2 separate regions of the Mus musculus genome follow, and region 1 is linked to region 2. The links are chromatin contacts, called in public Hi-C maps. All regions are on one chromosome and are shown on one strand. Each heading gives the region's core, a stretch centred on a gene start, on an enhancer-like site or on the middle of the called end of the contact. The rest is flanking DNA. Distances are from core to core; before and after follow the strand shown.

Region 1 (6,769 bases), core at 1,845-4,344, 830 kb after region 2:
TGGCCACTGGACAGTTCTTTGTGAGCTGCCATTCGCGTGCATTTACACTTTAAAGTAACTGCAAGTGTTTTCAGAAGGAGCTCAACTTCCTACCAAGACGCTAAGAGCTATGCATGTGCTAAACTTCCTGTCAGCAGGGTTTGCAAACCACTACTGTGGCTGTTTCCTGTTAATATAAAACAGCACATTAGCGAGCCTCATCTCTGCTAGACATGCATACTTTAAAACTTGCAATATCTGCTAAAGGTTCTAGGTTTGAGTGTTCTGATACTAATATGCAGGAGAATGAACACAGTAACTATAAAGGTTCATATACAGAGAAGGAGAAAAAGTATTTTTGACAATGTGGAAAACTAGTTAAACATGTATTACAACCCCATGCAAATAACCAGAGGCCAAATAGTAACACGCTAGAATTAGTTTACAGGATGTCAGCTGACAGACTGTATGAATCTTTATAAGTAGTTAACTTTTCATTAACATTAGTATGAAAAGGTATCAATGGATAGCATGTCATAACTAAGAAAAAATCTGAGCTAATTTCATAATTTCAAAAGAATCAAAGTTGCTAACTCACTGACTCAAGGCTAATACATATGAAAATTATAGAAACAGCATACCAATACTGCCTAATTAATTTATTTATAGATATGTGCCTGTCTATAAATAACATCTGAAAACATTCTAACATTTGGAAAGCTTGAGGAAAAGAAATCAGATTGGAATTATGAAATCATATAGTAACCATCTATTATAATTTTATAGGCTATTAGCCATACCAAGAAATTTTAACTGAGAAAAGAATCCCTGTTGCTTGGCTAATGACTGTCAAAGCCCTAACACAGAAGGCCGCTGCTTCTTTAGTCTAATTTAAGGATCTCTTAGAAACATCACATACAATAAAAAAAAAAGTCATGTCCAGTTTGCATGATAAAGGTAGCATTTAAGGATTTTGAGTATTTGCCTGTCTACATCATGCGTGTCAGAAATTGATGGTTTTCTCTTTGGAAGTTCAAATAAAGGAAAAGAGGGAAAAGAAAGGGAAAGACGTTTAAAAAGTCTTTGTCCTTCTGAAACATATCTGAATTCCTATTTCCTGTTAAGTATTTTAATGCAATAAATAAAAACAATAATGTTAAATAAAATAAGCAGTACCAGGCAGGTCACAGGCAGGCCTGCCAGGGAGACCCTGAGCAGAAAGCTCTGCCATTGAAACCCTGCAGTGACTCTCTGGAGTAATACCACCAGGGTAGACAAGCATACAGCAGGACCTACAGGACCAACCATTCAACCTTAAAATGTGCTGCTTTTAAAATCGTCAACTGTGTGTAATCAGTGATCTATTAACACGTGGAGATATCTTACAAGACAGAAAGACTAGGAGCCTGCAGTGTCTAAATGTGTCTGGCACACAGTGACCAGTAGGCAAAAAACAGATGAAAGCATTCAGTTCCCTTGACTGGCTCTCCTGAGAGAGTTCTGCTCCCTGTCATGCTGAGCACAGAGTGGTGGCGCTGTCAGCAGAGCACTGCTACATAACTGCTACATAACGAGGAAAGAAGCTGTCCTGCTTCCACGACCCTTGTCACGTCACACTAATACTGGCTGTCTATCAGCTTGTGCTCCTGTTGTATTATTTGAATTCATGAGCACATGATTACATATATGCATATTATTATATACTATAAGATTAATAAAGAATATAAGCATAACTTTTAGCACTCCAAAAGTCTAACTAAAATCACCATATACTAGAAAACATTATTGTTAATAACAGGACTCTAATTGTAAATACACTAGTAAGCATTAAGTAATTTATAGTTAATAATAGAAGTGATGGGCTGGTGAGATGGCTCAGTGGGTAAGAGCACCCGACTGCTCTTCCGAAGGTCCAGAGTTCAAATCCCAGCAACCACATGGTGGCTCACAACCATCTGTAACGAGATCTGATTCCCTCTTCTGGAGTGTCTGAAGACAGCTACAATGTACTTACATATAATAAATAAATAATTCTTAAAAAAAAAAAAAAATAGAAGTGATATTATTGGACCTTTCAAGGTTTTCTACAGTCAAAGTTTGATTTCATTCTTTTCTGTTCATTAAGTGCAAAGGTAGATTTCTGAAAACGCTCCTGCATTCATCTCTGCTGCATGGGCCTCCCCAGATAAGACTCCCATGGTGGTTCCTTGCCAAACCTAACTAAACATAGTATGTCAGCTATTATGCCTTTTAACAGACATCTAGCCAGACCTTTGTTTGATATTGCTTAAATAAAGTCCCACATTCAAACAACAACACAGGGATTCATTTAACTAAAATACATAAGATTTAAAATTATTATATCAAAAAGGTAAACTTAAACTGAGTATCTTGAAAATGCTATGTTTGATAGTTTTTTGTTGTTGGTTATAAAACTGGTTCCTTTTGTTCAAAAGACCTTGCAAAACATAGAATATTTAATTTTTAAAATATCTGTCTGTAGTAGTGTGACAGGAAGCTGTTGCTATGGTGGTGCCAGAGACTTGCTTTTTAGTTTAAAAGAACTCTGCTGGCATCTACTGCCTGACAGAAACAACTGCAGCTCCAGCTAAACTGGAATTACAAGAAACAATAGCAGTTTCTGAAGGTAAACGTGCTGTGAATGCCAAGAGATGGAACACACACACACGCACACGCACACGCACACGCACACACACACACACACACACACACACACACACACACGGTATACAGGCTTGCACACAGAAATAGCAAATATCAGCAATATATTTGCTAAATACTTTACCACATGTGAGATCTGCATTTGTGATGTTAAGGCTCCTATAGTCTTTACAAGTGAATAACAACACTGATATTATGTGATTCCCACCACCCACCTCAATGCTATTTGGGAACTCAACCAGGGGTCTCAAACATTCGAAACACAAACTACACCGACAAGATTTATTTTCAGATATTTCAAACACTGTATTTTGAGACAGGACTTTGTTATGTTGCTAAGGCTGGCCTGGAGTTTGAGATCCCTTGTCTCAGAGTCCTTGAGCACTGGGACAGCAGGACTATGGCACCATGCTCATCTGACCACGCCTACTTCAAGAAGAGGAAAAAGCCCTTAGGCTGCATGAGCTGACTCTCCAGAAGGACCTTTCAAGTCAGTTTCAGTTTTGGCTGGGGAGGGAGGTGAAAGTGGTGGTGGGCAAGATGGGCTGTTGGACCTATTGCCAAGTGTCTGAGACTCTGCCAGTGTATGCTTTCCTTCAGATGGTCGGACCTTGATACAGACCTTTAAGACTTTCAGTTTTATATCTGTATCTGTATCTTGATACAGATCTTGAAGCCTTTCAGTTTCATATCTGTATCTATGTTTGCAAACACACCGGGGCCTAGCAAAATTATGTACAGAAGTCTGAAGATTAAGGAAGACATGGGATCATATTTAGTATGTAATGCTTTCACGTGGAGGAAAAATGACACAGCCATGACCTTGTTATGTAAATATAGATTTACACAGCAAGTGAAATTCATGTAGCATAGCACAGTGACTGGCATTTACCTACACAGTCTGAATAGCTCATATTTTTAGTAAGGATTCCATTGGGTAGATTTATAACAATATACATATCCATTTACAATTAAACTTCATTTGCACCTATTAAAATTCAGGTGGCTGAATATATGTATCTACTCCTGGGTCTTAGTCTTTTATTTTATCAACTTGTGCCAAGTCCCTTCACATACCATACTGACTTGGAAGCTTCAGAATTGCCAGTCAACTTAAAATCTTACAGTGTAAATCTTCTAACTCCCATTCCATTACCTTTCTGCACTCTGTGTGTGTGTGTGTGTGTGTGTGTGTGTGTGTGTGTGTGTGTGTGTGTGTGGTTTTACTGCTGTGAACAGACACTATGACCAAGGAAATTCTTATAAGGGCTGGCTTACAGGTTCAGAGGTTCAGTCCATTATCATCAAGGAGGGAAACATGGCAGTATCCAGGCAGGCACAGTGTAGGAGGAGCTAACAATTCTATATCTTATTCTAAAGGAACAGGAAAAGACTGTCTTCCAGGGAGATAGGATGAGGGTCTTAAAGCCCACACCCACAGTTACACACCTACTCCAAGAAGGTCACACCTTCTAATAGTGCCACCCCCTGGACCAAGCATACTCATAAAGTCTGATTCCACTCCTTAGTCCCCATTGGCTTCTTCAAACACATGAGTCTGGGGGGTTATACCTAGCCAAAGTATAATAAAAAAATACATTTAGTCCAACTTCCAAAGTTCCCATAAACTACAGGAGTCTGAAAAATGTTAAAAGTCCAAAGTTTCTTCTGAGATTCATCCAATCACTTAACTGTAATCCCCAAGGCAAGACAGGAAATCCACTAGGCAAACTCCAAACTCTACATCTCCAAGTCTGATGGCAAAATGGTCTGCAGATCTCCAACTCCTTTTTCATCTTTGTTGACTGCAACAAACTTCTTTCTTGTGAGCTGGTTCCACTCCCTGTTAGCAGCTTTCCTCAGCAGATAGCCCATGGCTCTGGCATCTTGAACATCTTGGGGTCTCTAAGTCAACTTGAACTTCACAGCTTCTTGTTCCAGTGTCTAGGATCCACACATGATCCTCCAAAAGGCTTGGGGTCACATCTCCAGCTCTGCTCTCTGTAGTACTCTAGGCTCTGGTTGACTTCACTGCTTCTGTTGTTCTTGGTGGTCATCCCATGGTACTGGCATCTCCAATCTGCTGGGGTCTTCCGCTGCAACTAAGCTTCACCAATAGCCTCTCATAGACTCTCTCTTCATGGTGGCAAACCTCATGTTCTTTGCATGACCACTTCAGGCCTTGGCTATTAACTGCAACTAAGGCTGCACCTTCATAATGGCCTTCCATGGCCTCTCAGTGCCAAGCCTCAGTTGCTATCCATAACCCCTTCATACATTCAAACCCAGTACCACCTGGGTACATTACTAAGTCCTGCTGCAGCACAAGGTACAACCTTGGGTATCTCTGGAACACAGCTTCTTTGTGCTATCAGAAAAAAATTTACCAGAATATTTCACCTCAGTGATTTGGTCTCTTCTTAATCACTGCTAATTTCTTAGCTCCAGCTAACCAGCAGCAATTGTCCCAGTAGTCCCTTCAATTCTTGACTCTAAAGCCCAAGCCCCATAGCCAAAGCCGCTGAATCTGGAACATGCCCACCCCTCCCTTATTCTATTATCAGCTTTCGATTTTCTAACTCCCTCAATGCCTAAAGTTGGCTGTCTTGGAACTTGATCTGTAGATTAACCTTAACTCAGAAATCTACATGGCTGTGTCTCTGGAATGCTGGGATTAAAGGCCTGAATTTAAGCTTTTCTTCACCTAAGACTTTCTCTGTCTCAGGAAGGCCTTGAACTCAGAGATCTGATTTACTTTGACTTCTGGGATTAAAAGTGTGCACCACCATGCCTGGGCCACTGTTCCTCAAGATCCAGATCAAAAGTCTGTGTCTTCTAGCTCCAAGAGCCGGATCACAAGTGTGCTCTCCATTTCTGGATTGTAGTTCGTTCCAGATTAAAAGTCCAAACTATTTCCTGTTCAACTCCAAACAGTCTTACCCTGAGATCAGCACTCCCTTAATCTCTTCATCTCCTCAAATTCGGGATTTAGCTGCATTTCACTTCCTGGTGCCCTTTTATTATTACCTGAACCATACATTTTATATTTTTCCTTTCTAAGCTTGCTCTGCTTGTTCAAAACACTTCATGAGACTTAACCAGAGAACAAAGTCTCTGTTGGGCTTTTTTGAGACTTCCTTTGTCATTGCAATTAATATAAATCTCTTTACCTTAGCATCAGGTAGACTCTTCAGACAAGGGCAAAAAGCAGCCACATTCTTCACCAATATCACACGGACAGTCTCTAGGCCACATACTAAAATTCTTCTCCTCAAAAACCTCTAGAGCCAGGCTTCCACAGTTCAAATCACTGTTAGCAACAAAGTCTTTCATATTCCTTCTAGGATGGCCCATTAAGCTCCATTTAAAACAGTCCATTGCTTTCCAAATCCAAAGTCCCCAAATCCACTTTCTTCCAAACAAAAGCATGGTCAGGCCTATCACAGCAGTACCCCAGAGCCTGGTACCAACTTCTGTCTTAGTTAGGGTTTTACTGCTGTGAACAGACACCATGACCAAGGCAACTCTTATAAGGCCAACACTTAATTGAGGCTGGCTTACAGGTTCAGAGGTTCAGTCCATTATCATCAAGGTGGAACATGGCAGCATCCAGGCAGGCACTGGGCAGGAGGCGCTGAGAGTTCTACATCTTCCTCTGAAGGCTGCTAGAAAACTGGCTTCCAGGCAGCTTGGATGAGAGTCTTAAAGCCCACACCCACAGTGACACACCAACAAGGCCACACCTCCTAAGTGCCACTCCCTGGGCAAAGAATATACATATCATCACTGCAGACTAACATGTGAACTTACTAGTCCTCCCTTGTTTCTTACATTTCTTGGGATTTTATATATACATTTAATCATTTTGAACAGATTTATGCCATCCATTTACCTTCCTTATTATACTCTATGTCTATGACTTTCAGCATAGTGTTCAACAAGAGAGGACACAGTTTCTGATCCAGATGTGAGAGGTCACTGGTGAAGGTGCAGCCTTAGTTGCAGTTAATAGCCAAGGCCTGAAGTGGTCATGCAAAGAACATGAGGTTTGCCACCATGAAGAGAGAGTCTATGAGAGGCTATTGGTGAAGCTTAGTTGCAGCGGAAG
Region 2 (6,492 bases), core at 3,528-6,027:
GATCCAGGGCCAATAAAAACACCGAGGAATGAATGCCAGCAGTCTCCTGTAATTAGTTTCTTCGTGTGTATTTGGTTCAAAGAATGTCTTACCCTTGGGTATGCAGAATGCATACATCTAGAGAATTAACATCCAAAATTGACCTCTAAAGTACCAGAAACATGATTCAGATGGACCAGACAAATGTCTTAGGGAAATTAATATACATTTCAATCTCAGACTTAACGTTTTAAAGATCTTTAAAGCCACCCAAGTGTTAGTGGCATGTGTGTACCTTTTTTTTTTTAACATTTATTTTATGTATGTGAGTCCACTGTCGCTCTCTTCAGACACACCAGAAGAGGGCATCAGGTCCCATTACAGATGGGTGTGAGCCACCATGCGGTTGCTGGGAACTGGACTCAGGGACCTCTAACCACTGAGCTGTCTCTCCACCCACTGTGTGCACCTTTAATCCCAGAGGCAGGCTGATCTCTGAGTTTGAGGGCCAACCTGGTCTACAAAGCAAGTTCCAGGACAGCCAGGGCCACATACACATTTCCATATCTCTTGGAAAATAGATAAAGAAAATGAAAGATCTTTAGAGTCTTAAAGTAAAGCAGCAAGTGTAAGCCTGTATCCTTCATACAAAACTAGGTTTCAAGGGCTAGGGGTGTGGCTCACTAGGGGCGTGGCTCAGTGGTGCTTGTTTGCTGTGTGCAAGGTCTACAGGGACCTGGGTTCAACCCCTACCACAGACAGATAATGTAGGCATGTAGTGTATGTCTGTCTGTCTGTACGTGTGTGTGTGTGTGTGTGTGTGTGTGTGTGTGTGTGTGTGTGTGTGTGGTGTGTGTGTGCACTTGCGCATGTGCATTCAGCATTTCACTTGTTTGCTTGAGGCAATGATGGGTATCAAACCCAGGGATGCACATTTATGTGCAAGGAGCTATGCCACCCAGCCCTCACTGTGTCTCGAAAAGTCTCCAGGTAGCCACAACCTTTCCTTGAAAGCTGTTCGGTTTCCTCTTTCATTTCTAATTATGGCTTGTGTTTTAAAATCATAGCACCTAGACACCAGCACCCACGGGACGTATGAGAGCAGCCTTCCCACAACTGATGCTGTCTCTGGTGTGAGCATTGCTTTGCTTTTTTAGGCTCATGAAATGACAGGCTTAGAAGCCAGACTTGGAATGCCACTTCCTGCAGGTCTGTAGTGCTCTGCTCCACGGGGTCTGGAACTCCCTCTTTGCCTGTTTACCATTTCCTGAAAAAGGGAAAGGAACAGAGGAGTTGATGCCATGTGTACCATTGAAGAAAGAGAGCTATTCTCCTGGCCCAATTACCTCCCTCTACTCCTAAAGGAGACTCCCATCCTAGCAACCCGCTGTGGCAAGCCTTGCAGTTTTGGATTCCTGTTTTAAATTTAGAACTCCACTCCACAGGAAAGTGCCATGGGATAACTAAACAATCACTTCCAAGTGAGGAAGTGACTGGCAGCAAAGGACAAGCAAGCCGATGTGGGAGTAACTCTAGGGTGTCAGTACTTGGGAAATTTTAAACCCCTGGTTGCTTTTTTCCTATTTTTCACTTTCAAGATACAAACACACACACACACACACACACACACACACACACACCACACACACACACTCACACACACACAGACACACACACAGAGACACACAGACACACACACACAGACACACACAGACACACACACAGAGAGAGACACAGACACACACACACACCCCTGTGCCCTGTGGCTTTCTTACTACCCACAGGAAGTTCCCATCATTCCTCATCACGTTTAGCCTTGAGGCCTAACACTAACAAGAATGAAGTGGTCCAAGCCGGGGCGGTGGTGGCACACACCTTCAATCCCAGCACTCTGAAGTCAGAGGCAGGTGGATCTCTGAGTTCAAGGACAGCCTGGTCTACAGAGTGAGTTCCAGGACAGCCAGGGCTACACAGAGAAACCCTGTCTTGAAAAACTGAAAGAAAAAGAAAAGAAAAGAAAAGAAAAGAAAAGAAAAGAAAAGAAAAGAAAAGAAAAGAAATGTGGCCCAAGAGCCCTGCCATAGAATTTCTTCCATACATCTGGAGCCTGCATGTCAAGTTTGTAAGACAGCTCACCCTACCCTCTCCTTCCTCCTCCTGATTGCTTTTATCCCTCCTCCCCTTCTCCTCCAGCTCCTCCTCTCTGCATACTTCTCTCACTCCTCCCTCCTTCCCACTCCTCCCTCTTCCTCCTCATCCTTCAATTCAGCTTAATTACTTGAGTTCCCCGAAGCTCCCTGCCCTGCTGTCCCTCCATTAACAAACTAATTAGTGCAATTATCTGTGCCGTCTGAGGCTACAGATCAGTTGAAGCCTGTCATTGAGGTTAACAAATGAGAGGGTTAATTTTTCCTGAATGCTCCATAGTTGGGAAAGAAAATAATAAGCCCTTGTATTTGTGCTTTTGCGTTTTCAAGCTCCCTTCCCGTGCCTGGCTGCCACCCAGAAGAGGGGCTTACTGTGGGTTTCCAGGCTGTCTGAACCCCAAAGATAAGTGGCTGAACTCTGAACTACAGCTTGGAGTTCACTACTACACACCAACGGGCTCCCAGACTAGCTGCTTCAGGATGGGAAAGGATTTTGGTGTGTTTGAAAATAGATTTCAGGGCTGGAGAGATGGCTGAGAGGTTAAGAACACTGATTGTTTCCCAGAGGTCCTGAGTTCAAGTCCCAGCAACCACATGGTGGCTCTCAACCATCTGTAATGGGATCGGATGCCCTCTTCTGATCTGTCTGAAGATAGTGATGGTGTACACACAGCATAAAATCAATAAATCTTTAAAAAGAGAGAAAGAAATAGATTTCCAGGTCCTCTGGAGCCAACCAGAGATGCTAACTTAAATAATTCCGTGGTAAATGGCTTTTTCTAGATAAACTGTATTTTTGTGTATTTTAAACTGTCTTAGAGGGTGCTGAATTCGCCCAGTGGGTTCTGGCTGGTTATAAGCTACCTGGCTTTTCTGCTCTTTTTCCACTTATGTTTGCACTGTAACCCTAGAAAGGCGATCTCGTGCCACCCTGGCCAGGGAGCTAAGGCCCAGCTCCTCACTTCATCTGCTTGCCCTGGGAGTTGATTTCAGAGCATACAAGCTGGCACTGAAGAGAGTGGCTTATGGAGCATTCAGATTTTCTTGTTATTTTCAGGATTTCAACTCATTTTCCAATGGGAATTGTGGGAATTTGGTGAGTAGTGAGAGAGAATGTGTATCAGTGGTCTCACAGAAATGTCTCAAGCTAGGGAAACAGCCTGTGTGCCACAGAAGCACACACACAAAGTCTACATGCTTGTGTTTGGGGTTTGCTGTTATTGTTTTCCTACAAATATATTTAGTCTTTTCAAAAACCAGAACATTTACACCCAAAATACACCTTATTATTCCTAAGTCCAGTTGCTTCAATTAATTCTCATTATATCAATGTTAGATATAACATTGTAATATTAATAGTCACAAAAGTTTTCCTGATAATGAAAAATGATAATTGATCACTGTAGATGTTCTAAAAATAGACACAGGACCCTGTTTCGAAAAACCAAAAAAGAAAAGAAAAGAAAAGAAACAGGAAGCAACTATAGGCAGAAAATCTACTATTCTCTTAATTTTCTACATATATCAGGTACATAGATATGCTAGACAAGATCAATATTCTTTTATTTAACATTTAACCTTTTCAGTCCTGCAAGGATTTTTCAAAAATCTATTTTTGGGGTGCTAGAGAGATGGCTCAGCCGTTAAGAGCACTTGCTGCTCTTGCAGACGGCCTAGGTTCTGGTCCCACCACCAATATTGAATGGCTCACAACCATCTGTTCCAGGGACTCTAGCACCTTCTCTGGACTTTGAGGGCACCTGCATGATTATGGTGCACATATATAGATTAGGGCACGTATGCGCACACACATGCATGTACACACACACAAAATGGTTTTAAAACTATTTACAAGTATTCAAGTTCATTGTATCATAATTTATCATTTAGTTACCAGACAATAAAGCTTCTCAAAAAAATTTACCACAATAAATAACACTATAGTGGGCATTTTAAGTCTTTGGTAAGAGTGTTGATCATGAATTTGCCTTTTTTAAGTTTTCAACATGAAATCATAAACGCTTAGAGTTCTTTGATTGGCTTGAATTTGTGCTCCTAACTTCTTCTCCTGTTGGGGGTTGGCGGGACCTCGAGCTTAGTCTCATGGAGCTCAGGTAGTCTTCTAAGTACCTGGTGGAGGATGACCTTAAACTCCTGATCCCCCTGCCTCCACCTCTTCCATTTGAGGGTTATATGAGCCACTATGCCCAGCTTCAGCTAACTTCGTGAGGCTACATTTGAATAACCGCTTTCAATGTTTCTGTGCACCTTGAAATTCTAAATGTTAAGCTTCCTACCACAAACTACCTCTTTGTACCAAGAACGTGGCGTTTCTTCTAGGCCCTCTTTTAGCTCTTCCCAAAAACCATGCTCCTGTTTTTAGACCGCTTCAAAAGCGGCCCTCGTCTGTGCTTCCGTTGAGAACCTGGTCGTTTTGCTTTCGGCAATAGAAATCGATGACTGAAATGGAGGAAAGACAAATTTGGAGTGAAAAGAACACTCCAGAAGAAAAAAAAAAAAAAAAAAAAAAAGCAAGTAAACCGGCCCCTCCCCTCCACTCCCGCAACTTTTATTTTACTAAAACAGGGTGGCAATTAGCAGAGACAAACCTTAGGTGGAGCTAGAGGCTGCTAAAAAACTGGCAACTGCCTGGAGCGCTAGAGCATCCCTTAGATCCGGGTTTTCCTTGCTGCTGGAGGCAGCCTGAGCTACCCCGAGAAGAGAGTACAGGCACTTCTCCCCGCTCCTACAGAAGGATGCCACCTGCTCATCCCGGTTTGAAGGGCTGAGGAAATCTCTCAGCCCCAGCTCCTGATAGAGTCTGTCTGAGGGTTAAAAAGCAGTGCCCAAGAGAGGATCTCTCAGGAGGAGTAACAGGACCCAGTCTCCCTCCTAGCCAGGGAATCACATTTCAGTCGCCTCCGAGCTGGCCGCATCTGTCACACCTGCCTAATTGGCTTATGACATCTGCAGAGCGCAGGAGAGCCTTGCATTTCATATGGGAAGCAGCTGGGGCACTGTGAGTCTGAGGCCAGCTTGAGCTAGAGGGCAGGTTCCAGGCCAGCATGCGCAACAGAGTGAAACTGTCTCTAGAAAACACAAAAATCCTACAACACTCTTGAAGGCAGGAAACAGCAAAAGTCACCATCCTGTCAGAGATAAAACCCGCACGAGTCTTCCTCCTGACCCCTCCCCCAACCCCCATGATGCTTTCTTCTTCACCCGCCCCTTGCCTTATCTTTGAAACATTTTCTTATGAATGAAATTCTCCCAGTTACTGAAGTCGCGATAAAAGCCCCTCCTTAATTGCCCCGACCGGAATGGAAACAGCAGTGTGTTTGTAATGGCTTCCCTGCCATTACAGTGTTATCATGTTGGTTTACAGGACAGCAGTGTATACTTAAAAATCACAATTATTACAATATAAAAGTAGGTGAAATAGGTTTAAATTTGCTCTTTTATTAATACAGGGACTCAATGTGTAGCTCATCACGGCCTCAAACTTCCTTTGTAGCACAGGTTGACCTCAAACTAGGAATTCTCCTGCCTCAGCCTCTCAATGCTTAGTAAGCATCCTAGCTCAGTGCTGGGATTACAGCCACTGCATGTGGCTTAGGAAAATATTTTCCTGACTGTTTGGCTAAATAGAAAATCCAACCTACCTGAGACCCTCAGCCTCAGCCTCAGCACCCCCTTCAGCCCTGAACCCCCTCGGCTTGTTTAACTCTTCCAGGCCGGGAACATGGCTCCCTTTTCAGCACCCTTTAACCACACAATCATGAAGTGCTCATTCACTGACAAGCCCTCTGGGTTTCTCTTCTCCTCAGTTCACTTAAGATAAAAGAAGTTGCAGAGAGAGAGGAGACAGCAGTCTGTCCTCTGACTGTACGTTAAATGTCCCCAAGGGCTCACATGTTGAAAGGCTCAGTCACCAGCCTGTGTCATTACCAGGAAGTGGTGGTGCCTTTAGAAGGCAGGACCTTGTGGAAGGAAATGATGTCACAGGCATTCGTCCTGAAGGGACCCCCCCCCCCCGGGGGTCCAGATCCTTCCTCTCTTTTGCTTCCCAGCCACCGTGAGTTAATGACTTTGCCCCGCCGTGTACTTAGCACCATGATGTTCTACTTCACCACAAGCCCAGAGGACAGGGCCAAGTGACCACCAGCTGAAAACCCTGGACCATGAGCTAAAATGTGCTTTTCTATAAGCCAGCTGCCTCCAGTCTTCTGTCACAGCGATGGAGTCATCTTTACGTTTTCGACTGATTAAGTCCCCTACTCTCAACCCCTCTCTCCTACCACAAAGCGATGCACTGTCTCCTTTTTGTCCTTCCTCCTCCTGTTTTCCCTAAGGTTTCAAAGCCAGA

What was found. A called contact is a pair of places that touch in the nucleus more often than the background predicts.
Region 1: a contact with region 2 is called in a Hi-C map of the G1E-ER4 cell line, with 4 times the contacts expected there. The contact joins two enhancer-like sites. A contact is called at or near these places in 1 of 39 promoter capture datasets (hippocampal neurons), 5 of 484 Hi-C or Micro-C datasets (CD4 T cells, the G1E-ER4 cell line, cerebral cortex and 1 more) and 1 of 9 other capture datasets (macrophages).

What each region holds. Positions count from the first base shown.
Region 1 is chr3:146,781,302-146,788,070 of GRCm38.p6, forward strand. The region is part of intron 1 of Prkacb (protein kinase, cAMP dependent, catalytic, beta); the gene reads right to left. Among named protein-coding and RNA genes, the nearest start is that of Prkacb, 28 kb to the right of the region's middle. Within about 2 kb of position 3,095, at least 37 of the 459 cell types and tissues checked have an H3K27ac peak or open chromatin away from gene starts, as enhancers often do. A contact at or near this core is called in the G1E-ER4 cell line, where this site is marked.
Region 2 is chr3:145,945,439-145,951,930 of GRCm38.p6, forward strand. No RefSeq gene overlaps it. Among named protein-coding and RNA genes, the nearest start is that of 2410004B18Rik, 11 kb to the left of the region's middle. Within about 2 kb of position 4,778, at least 183 of the 459 cell types and tissues checked have an H3K27ac peak or open chromatin away from gene starts, as enhancers often do. A contact at or near this core is called in the G1E-ER4 cell line, where this site is marked.